Linked DNA regions of Mus musculus: regions 1 and 2 are each linked to region 3. The links are chromatin contacts, called in public ChIA-PET and promoter capture Hi-C maps. All regions are on one chromosome and are shown on one strand. The core of a region is the stretch at or near the end of the contact, and the rest is flanking DNA. Distances in the headings are between cores, read along the strand shown. Region 1 overlaps Baz2b (bromodomain adjacent to zinc finger domain, 2B). Region 2 holds the start of Baz2b (bromodomain adjacent to zinc finger domain, 2B). Region 3 holds the start of Ly75 (lymphocyte antigen 75).

Evidence for each region. ChIA-PET counts read pairs in DNA pulled down with a chosen protein or histone mark. Capture Hi-C pulls out chosen DNA fragments and counts their contacts.
Region 1: a contact with region 3 is called in an RNA polymerase II ChIA-PET map of memory CD8 T cells, with 55 read pairs. The contact joins the enhancer-like site here to the promoter of Ly75 in region 3. A contact is called at or near these places in 1 of 39 promoter capture datasets (liver), 3 of 115 datasets of contacts at active chromatin or transcription factors (effector CD8 T cells, embryonic stem cells and memory CD8 T cells) and 2 of 9 other capture datasets (macrophages and pancreatic islet).
Region 2: a contact with region 3 is called in a promoter capture Hi-C map of liver. The contact joins the promoter of Baz2b here to the promoter of Ly75 in region 3. A contact is called at or near these places in 1 of 484 Hi-C or Micro-C datasets (embryonic stem cells), 3 of 115 datasets of contacts at active chromatin or transcription factors (effector CD8 T cells, memory CD8 T cells and neural tube) and 2 of 9 other capture datasets (adipose tissue and liver).

What each region holds. Positions count from the first base shown.
Region 1 is chr2:60,017,833-60,020,623 of GRCm38.p6, reverse strand. All of the region lies in intron 2 of Baz2b (bromodomain adjacent to zinc finger domain, 2B), which reads left to right. Among named protein-coding and RNA genes, the nearest start is that of Gm13572, 18 kb to the left of the region's middle. Within about 2 kb of position 1,288, at least 140 of the 459 cell types and tissues checked have an H3K27ac peak or open chromatin away from gene starts, as enhancers often do. A contact at or near this core is called in effector CD8 T cells, macrophages and memory CD8 T cells, where this site is marked.
Region 2 is chr2:60,123,855-60,126,995 of GRCm38.p6, reverse strand. Baz2b (bromodomain adjacent to zinc finger domain, 2B) reads left to right here and starts at 1,256. Exons shown (of 36, transcript NM_001001182.3): 1 at 1,256-1,533.
Region 3 is chr2:60,381,949-60,385,048 of GRCm38.p6, reverse strand. Ly75 (lymphocyte antigen 75) reads left to right here and starts at 1,776. Exons shown (of 35, transcript NM_013825.4): 1 at 1,776-1,911. The coding sequence starts at 1,818.

The sequences.
Region 1 (2,791 bases), core at 39-2,538, 360 kb after region 3:
GTGTGTGTGTGTGTGTGTGTGTGTCTGAACTGAGATTTTTGGCAAATTAAAAATAAGGACTGTAGTTATAAAAATAAAAGTTTGTTTTGTGAGTTTGAACTGAAAGTGTTGGTGTGGTGTTATTAAAAATGCTATAGTTACTTTTATTTACTCATTTTCCTTGTACAACGTGTGGCCATTCTAGCATAGACTTGAGAGAATACCAATTCCCCTGTCAGGATTTTACATCTTAATAATAACAGCAGCAGCAGATGTTACAGTAGATCTTGGCTACTTTTTTTTTTTTGCTATAATAAATTACCTTGACTAGAGTCACTTAAGAGAGAAAAGAGGGGCTGGAGAAATGGCTCAGCAGTTAAGAGCACAGACTGCTCTTCCAGAGGTCCTGAGTTCAATTCCCAGCAACCACATGGTGGCCCCCAATCATCTGTAATGGGATCTGATGCCCTCTTCTGGTGTGTCTGAAAACAGCTACAGTGTACTCATATAAATACAATACATAAATCTTAGAAGAAGAGAGAGAAAGGAGAAGGATCCATGGTGTGTGGGGAACCTAGGGGGAGGAGCTTGAAGCAGTGTGCTTGTAGTCAAGAAACAGAAAATAGCTCACTTCCTCTTTTCTACTCAAGTACAATATTAGTTTAAGATGCATAAATAAGAGTACACACACCTAAGATGTTCCCAAGAATATAAGACATGTACTGGCTACTTTTTGTGTCACCTTGACATAAACTAGAGACATCTGCAAGGAGGGAGCCTCAGTTGGAGGACAGTTGCCTCCGATAGATTGGCCTTCAGTTGAGAAAATGCGCCTACTAGAGTGCCTTGTGGGTAAGATTGTGCGAGTTCTGCCCCTTTGTTTTTTGTTTTGTTTTATTTGATTAATGGTTGATGTGTGTGGACCCATTCCACTTGGGGCTGTGCTACCCCTGGTCAGGTGGTCTTGTGTGGTCTAAGAAGCAGGCTGAGCAGTTCAGGGGGTGAATGCTAGAAGAAAGCAGTCCTCCAAGGCCTCTGCTTCAGTTCCTGCCTTGAGTTCCTGTTCTGACTCCCCTCAATGATAGACTGTGATCTAGATTTGTAAGGCAAAATAAACCCTTGACTCCCTGAGTTAGGTTTAGTCAGGATGTTCTATAGCATTACAAACCCAGCTCTACTCATATAAGGGTCCAGATTGTTAGACATATTTATCCAAGTTCATGATTGTAGTCAGATAAAACATGCCCAGTGCAGTGACGGTTGGGGAACTGACTTCTTCCTGTTTTCTGTTGTCACTGTACCGAGGATGTGGGCACAGAGACCTTCCTCTTGGGTAGTCAGATAAACGCTGAGTTTTGAGGGACAGTGAAGAATCTGACGTGTGGGTGTAAGGCAGGGGAGGGAACACAGGCCAATGCAATAGGGCTTAAGGTAAGGTTTTGGGAATGGAGTGAATGAGCTGGTAGGTGACTCCAGCTGTGGTCGTAGTCTGCTTGGAGAATACGCAGTTTTGAGAAGCTGAGGGCATAACTTAGTGAGTTCAGCGTGCACTTGGCCCTGGGCTCAGTGCCCTGCAGTGTGGAAAGGAAAATCACAAGAGCCCCAGCCCAAGAAGCTTGTGGTTCTTTCGTGACTATGGGGAGGAGTAAGGTTGTACCATCACAACGAGTCTGTACCAAAGATGAGGAGAAGAGGGGTGTGAGATGACCAGTCAGGCAAGAACAAAACTGGAGAGAGTGACGTGATACTGACAGCACCAGATGGCTGCAGTAGATGGAGAGAATTTGATTCATTTTGGTAAGGTTTGGTTGTGCTTAGATCAGACGCATCCACATTAGTAAACTTTAGTGTGTGAACGGATTCTGCCGCTATTTTTCGACTACTGTGGTATAAACTTTCCTGCGAAATAGTCTGCTTACCCTAAGGCTTAAACTAGAAAGTGTGACAAGGGAGAGATTTGACTACCTTACAGGTCTCATTTTAAAGTTTTATCTGTTTTGATTCACTCTTTTCAGCTATGGAGCTTAGCAATAAGTAAATGTGTAATATTCACAAAAAGAACTAAGAAAAAGGGTTTTTGCTCCATATTAATCCCTAGTATTTATGAAACTTCGGGAAAAGTTAAGAATCATACTCTGCCCTAAAAAGCAAAACAAGGAAAAACCAGTAGTTTAATTGAAGCTCTTACCTTACTGTCTAGGAAAAAGCAAAACAAAACAAAACAGATTATTTTTCTGGTTCTCTCCCCAAAGTAGTAGCTTTTCCTGAATGGTGAAGCTTGAATCCATTTGATGAAAGGTGTACATTTCATTGAAAATTCCTTATTTCTGTCTAGAGTTCAGCTTTTCTATGAATTTATTCAGCCTCAAGTTTTCTCGGGTTCTTGTATCATCAGGTTTATGTGTTTAGCGAAAAATGTAAATTCTGCAGCCATTCTGTCTATACCTTAAGATATCAGCTCTGTGTCCTCCAACCTCTCCATCCAAGACGATTACTGAGAAAGTTGGAACCTGCTATTCACCCATATGCCCTCAAGTCTTTGCTGATAAATGTGTATTCTCATTTTTTACTGATGTCTCTTCAAGTTTCTTAATACTATTGAATAATTCACTGAGTCTCTCTCTCTCTCTCTCTCTGTATGTGTGAGCGCGCACACACAAGTTCCATGTGTACGCATATGTGTTTGTGTTTCTTACCTATGCCATTTTTAATTTGTTCTGGATAACTTATGTGAGAATCAAGAATTACGAATGTATGGTAGGGCCTTGAGGTGGTGGTCTGAGCCTTTAATCCCAGAGGAGGCACTGGGATT
Region 2 (3,141 bases), core at 7-2,506, 260 kb after region 3:
ATTCTCAGAGCATGCAAAAAGACCTAGTCTGCCAGCTTTTTTTTCCTTCCTAATGAAGCAGCTTTGTGAAATCTCCCCATGTGTTAATACTAATGAAGATCCTCCAGCACAATTAAAATCACAGCCAGTGGCTGAGGAGGAAACATAAAACAATAGCATCTTTTAGGATACATCTAGCCACATATGCACGCATAAAATAATACATGGGCAAATCATTCTCTGAGAACTACATTTTTACTTGGTCTTCATTCTGAAAACTAAATTATCTAATTTGTAATTACACAAACTTCAAGAGTTTATTGTGTTCTTAATAAACACCTTAATATATATATATTTTAAATGACCTTTTTGTCTTCGTGGGTAATAACGTGTACCTAGGTTAAGGGGTTTTTTTTTTTTTTTTAACTCGTTTTTAGGAGACTGCGGGTACACTGTTGGAGGGAACGGGGTGTTCTTTGCCTTTAGTTTAACTTGATTGGTTGAAGGGAATTGGGGAGTGGAAGGTTAAAAATTGAGACAGCCAGCTGACATTCTGGGGCTCTGATGGAGCACAGCACGTTTAGTTGGTAATGGGCTATTAGTCTTTTAAAGTGTTTAGTTCTTACAGTTTAACTAGCTTTTTTTTTTTTCTTAACCGAAACTAGAAAAAAAAATGAGATTACGGCTTACAGATTATACAAATAACTGTAAAAGAACTTAGTGTTTATTCATTTGAATATTATTGATTCACACCATGAACATCACAAGCATTTAAATTCGTCCATGGAAAAGCATTAGTAGTTTACCTTGAGATCGCCTTGCGCCCTGCTTTTTAAAGCCCTAGCATGCACAAATTCTTGGCATATTAATTTAGCGTGTAGACTCCAACACAATTCCTAGTTTACAAACATAAAAGTTGGTGGAGATGGCTTATCTGTGTTCCCTAACAGTCCGTTTAAGTTTTTTTTTTTTTAAATTAAGTATTCAGTTCTGTCCCCCCCTCCCCGCCCCCCGAAAAGCAAAACAAAACATGTAAGTTTCTTAACTTTTTCTTGGGACGAGGAGCGGTGCAAACTCAAAGATACAGTATTCTTGGAATGAAGAAGCAGCCCCCTCCCTTGGCTCCTTTTAGAGCTGATAGGTCATTTATTATTGGAACTGAAATGGTATAAACAATTCTCTCGCTCTTTTTTCCCTTGTTAACAGCAACTTTCATTGTTAGAGAGAGGAGAGAGAGAGAAGCCTTGTTGGTTGACGTCACTTGGTTCATGAAGCCTTCGCCTAGAAGTGAAGCTGCTGAACAAACCTTGAGAAGAATCATCTCCTGCTTCAATCTGCTGCTGGATAGGAACTAATCAGAGAGCGAGCGGCGGAAGACGGGGACGGAGGGAGCCAGGGCTTTCGCGATCACGGATCTCACCTCCACTCCAACTCCCTAGACTTTCTGGCAGGAATTAGAAGAGAAATAAGGAGGCGGTGGGGATTCCGAAAAGCTTAACCCGCACCCGGGAAGGGCGAAAATCCCTTCCCCCGCAACTCAGTTCGAAAGTGAAGGTGAGTTTGAGAGCCGGGGTGCGGGGGTGCGGGCGAGGTGGGTTCCGGGCGGAGAGCGGCGGCTGCGGGCTGGAGCCCTCCCGAGGCGCCCGCCGCTGTTTACCCGCGCCGCCCGGTGTGGCTCTTTGTTGTGCGGCTGCGACGCAGCGGTGGCTCTGGGGTCCCGACTAGAGTCCCGGGCGGAGGGCGCGGGGCGCGGGGCCCTGGTACCGGGCGGGGTGTGTGTGTGGGGGGTGCGGGCTCCGCGGAACGGAAACTTTGCTGGGAGTGCGGGCGCGGGCGGGCGGGCGAGCGAGCGGCCGGGCGGGCCTCGTCCCTCCATTGTGCCCGCCGCCCTCGCCGCCGGCCTCGCGGCGTCCTCCAGCCCGGCCCGCTGCGGCGCCCCGCGGGGCAGCTCCCGAGGCGCCGGGCCCTGGCCGCCCCCGCCTCCGCCCGGGGCCCGCAGCCTCGCTCCCGCCGAACCGCGCCAGGCCGCTGGGGCTCCGGAGCCGGGTGGGGGTGGGGCCGCGGCCCCGGGCGGCGGGTACCGGGCGGCTCGGCTCCGGGAGGGCTCCGGGCGTCCTGGGGCCGCGGCGGCCTGGCGGGCTGGGCTCCGGGTCCTCGGGCTCCGCGTCCTCCCTCCCCCGCGACGCCCCGCTCCCCTCCCCTAAAGTAGTTCCGCGAACCCCAGAATTGGGATCGGGAAAGGCTAGGAAGTGTGCCGGGACTCGGAGCCGGCCCCGCGGGGTGGGGGCTGGCTCCTCTTCCCCTCTCCTCCGTGTTTATCTTTTGTGTGTTGTTTCCTTGTGAAGCGAGAAGCAGCTGCAGTCCGTGGCCGAGTTGTTGAAATTTATCCCTTTGTGTATATTACAATATCCTCCATTTTTCCCCCTGCCCTCTAAACAACAAGCGTTTCGCCATCTTGGGCAATTTTTATTCCCAAGTCTGTCTGTCTCTTTTAATTTTTAAGGAAGGGAAAGGAGCCATAGAAATGAAAAAAAGTGTGCCTGGATAAGGCTCAAAGTTAGGAACGGTTCAGGGGGCCATGTGACGTCATGTAAACTTTTATCAAGAAAATTTCCCCAAAGTGGTTTTTTGTTTTCCTCAAAATTTTCTCGTTTTTCGGAATCGTGTAACTTAGAGGCTAGTGATAAGTTGTGCACTTTATTTTTGTATTTTGCATTCAGAACGGATCGCAAAACCATGTTTGGTAACAAGTGGAAGATTATTTTTTTAAAAAATGATCGAAACTTTTTACTGTGTCACTTAGTATCCACCTAGTTTTGTGCACGAGGGTTTTAAAAAAATTTTTTAAGTGTATTTGTAACAATATAGTTCTTTTCTTGGGAGGTTCCACAGATCTAACAAATTGAGAATAGTTACTATTTATATATCCATCACTTGGGGTGTCTACCTCCCCTTTTACAATTGTGTTCTCCTCTTTCGTGCTATTTACATTTTAAAAGAATTATACAGAATATCAGAATATCAGATTCTTGATACTTTTACATCTTAGTAGTGAATATTAAAGTCAAAGGGTTGGCAAAAAATGTAGTTTAGCATATAAAAGGCAGAATTAGCTTTAATAGATAATTTACAGTCTTTTGATGTAAACTTTATTAACCATCA
Region 3 (3,100 bases), core at 527-3,026:
AAAAGTCCACAGAAGTGCCACTGAGTTCATGCATGCTGGCCAAGTACTCCTGGGCAAGGTGCCTGCCCTGGAGTATGGTTGATAAGCCCAGTTACACTCAGTTGGAAAAGGCTGGCTTCTCCTTTGCTTCAAGCAGTGCTTTGAATGTGAGTTTGGGAGAGACTGGACCAGACAAGACCAGTTCAGTCAGGCTGATGAAAATAGGAGAAAGGTGGTACTGGTGTTAAAAGAGCAAGGGTCACAGGGCAGAGGGACTTGCTTTATCTTAGATGGAGCTTTCTTTGGGGGTCATTGTCTTCTTTGAAACTCTCCTGAAAGCCTCAAACCCCTCCCCTAAAGTTAAAAAGTATCTTTGTAAAGACAGCCACCATCTTCAAGGAGCTTCAAGTCAGGTGGGCTCCAAAGCAAGGGCTTGCAGCTGCAGAAACGGCAGGTGCTGGGCTAATGCTTTCTACTGTCTGGATCTTAAGGTCGCGAAACTGCTTCCTCCCCCTCCCTTCTCTCTCTCTCTCTCTCTCTCTCTCTCTCTCTCTCTCTCTCTCTCTCCCTCTGTCCCTCCATCCCTCTCTCTCTCTCTCTCTCTCTCTCTCTCTCTCTCTCTCTCTCTCTCTCTCTCCTACTATCAGTCACACTGGATCTCCAAGCTCACTTTGCATTCTTTGCCTCTGTTTTACTCCCCCATCCCCAAACCCCGGCCATCTCTCCAGTTCCGGTTGAGCAGTTACCTTTCTGGATGCTCTGTCTGATCCTCCTGTGCACTTTGCCCAAGTTATTGTGTAGGCTTCAACTCTTCCATAAGGCCAGAAGGCAATCGAGGCGTGCCTCTTTACTATGCTAAGTGCTCTGTGTAGCCACTAAACACAAAGGCCAAAGCATGGGAGGAGAAGTATGGTACCAGGATGAGTTTAGAACCACCTGGGCAGTTGGAACTTGGAAAGTAGACCTAGACAAATCCTGAGGATAATAGCCACCTTTGAGGAACAGGGATGAGAGCTATCTCAAGTACCCTATACTCAATAAATATTTCAAAAAATTTTCACTTCTAGGCAAGTTAGTTAGTTTGGAACTTGTCCTATTTGTGGTAGCGTTGTCCAAGGGACAGAATAAATGGGCTTGAATTTCAGATTCTGGGTGCAGACTTCCACATTTCAAATAGATTGTTACTACTAGATTATTAATGGGGGGAAAAAAAGAACTCTGCAAAGGTCCAATAGTTAAATCTCCTTAAAAGTAGTACAATTGCTGGAATAACTGTCACGTTTAATATGGGTTGACAATTTCAGGTCAACCCCCCAACGTTCCTTTACTCCACCTTTACTCATACTTCCAAAATGACTATGATGTTGTTAAGCACAACTGAGGTCACCGCATATCCAAGTGTGCACTCCCCACCCCCACCCCCCCACCCCGCGGTCCATAGTGACCCCACGTGGTTGTGTGCACATTTCCAACCAGCCAAGGTCCGAAGCCCTAGCTCACCGCCTTGTCTCTCTACAAGGAAGGACAAATGCTACACTGACAGAGCCGCACTTCCCCAAATTTGCTTAAGAAGATGGGGAGTGGACTCCCAAACCCTGTGGTTGTCCTGTGCACTCCTCCCGCCTTCTGGAGGTCCCGAGCCTTCGCAGAGGTCTGCCTTGGGTGGGTGGGGACTCCTGCAAAGCCTCCGCTGGGCCCGGGACCCAAAGCGGAGCTCTGATTGGCCGAGCGCGGCGGAGGCGGGGTCTGCGCGCCTCAGAGGTTGCCCCAGAGGCGTGGTGAGGCCGGCGGGGCTCACCGCTGAAGCCGGTGCGGGCAGGAGAGGCTTGGGACTGGAGATGCGGACGGGCCGGGTGACCCCGGGCCTGGCGGCGGGGCTACTCCTGCTGTTGCTGCGGTCCTTCGGGCTTGTGGAGCCTTCTGAGAGCTCAGGTAACCGGGCGACCTCGACGCTGCTGCTCTGAGCATTTGCCTCCTTCGGGTCGGGTCGCGATCGCTTTGCTCTCTGTGTCTCTGGAGCAGACAAGTAGGGAGGTCTGGCCTAGGAGAGCAGCGGGCAAGGCCATGTGGTGCGGAGGGACCCTCTGCCTAGAAGAGGCCCACAGCTCTTTCCCAGAGACTTTTCTGCCCCTTGGTCCTCCACTGTCCCCTGAAATCATGCTTTCCTGAGGTTCACCACCTCCTTTTACATCCCTGTCGCCCCTTGGTCGTCTTGGAACCTCCGGGACAATGATGAGCCTTCACCCAACACCACAAGGACTCCCAGCCATCACGACTTTACTGTGCCCACTTAACGCAAGGAAAAGGAAATCAGGTTCAACCATTGTCCCCAGAAGTCAGCCAGGAAGGAGTATTAGGATGCCCTTCCCAGTCCCCATGAGCAGAGGCTCATCTAATCTGGTTATTATTTCCAAATGCTCCCCAACTCAGCTGGCCCCTAACAGAAGTGCAGGTCACTTCCTGTCAGTGGGGAAAGGATGCCTTCTGTAAAGCTCACGTAGTGCCAGCAGCACCATCCCACTTAGCAGTTAGAGTTTTGCTTTTACTTTCTCTTTTTGCTTCAACGAAAGGTGTGCCAAGGACCTTTTTATTTAACTGGACTATATAAATGGCAGCCTATAGGCTGCAAACATTCACCAGCTACTTCTGCTATCTCACCGGTGTGAAGAAGGAAAAGGTGGTCAAGATGTGTTTTAGGAAGTTCTGAGTGTGCCTCTGGCTTTCTTTGGAGCTACGCTTACTTACTTTCTGATGTAGATGGTGTCCAGAGTTATGGAAAGAGTGCTCTGCAAGACTAGGTGTCATCAACCTACCCTTTAATGAGTCCTGTCTTGACCGACTCTTCTCAATGGTCCTTTGACCTTCTGCACTGGAACAACCAAAGGAAGTAATATAGTAGAATCTTTTAGTGATATGAGAGCTCAATTCTGTCTGTTGCATAATCCGAGGAGAAAACTCTACCTGCAGCAGTTTACAGCAGAGAGCATGCTAACTTCCAATCACTTCTCTCTTGGTTTCTACCTACATCTGGGAGTCCTGTTTTGCTTCCTTCACAAATTTTAAGATTCCCTTAATATCCAAATGTCCCTGTTGGTTTTTTGTTTGTTTGTTTGTTTGTTTG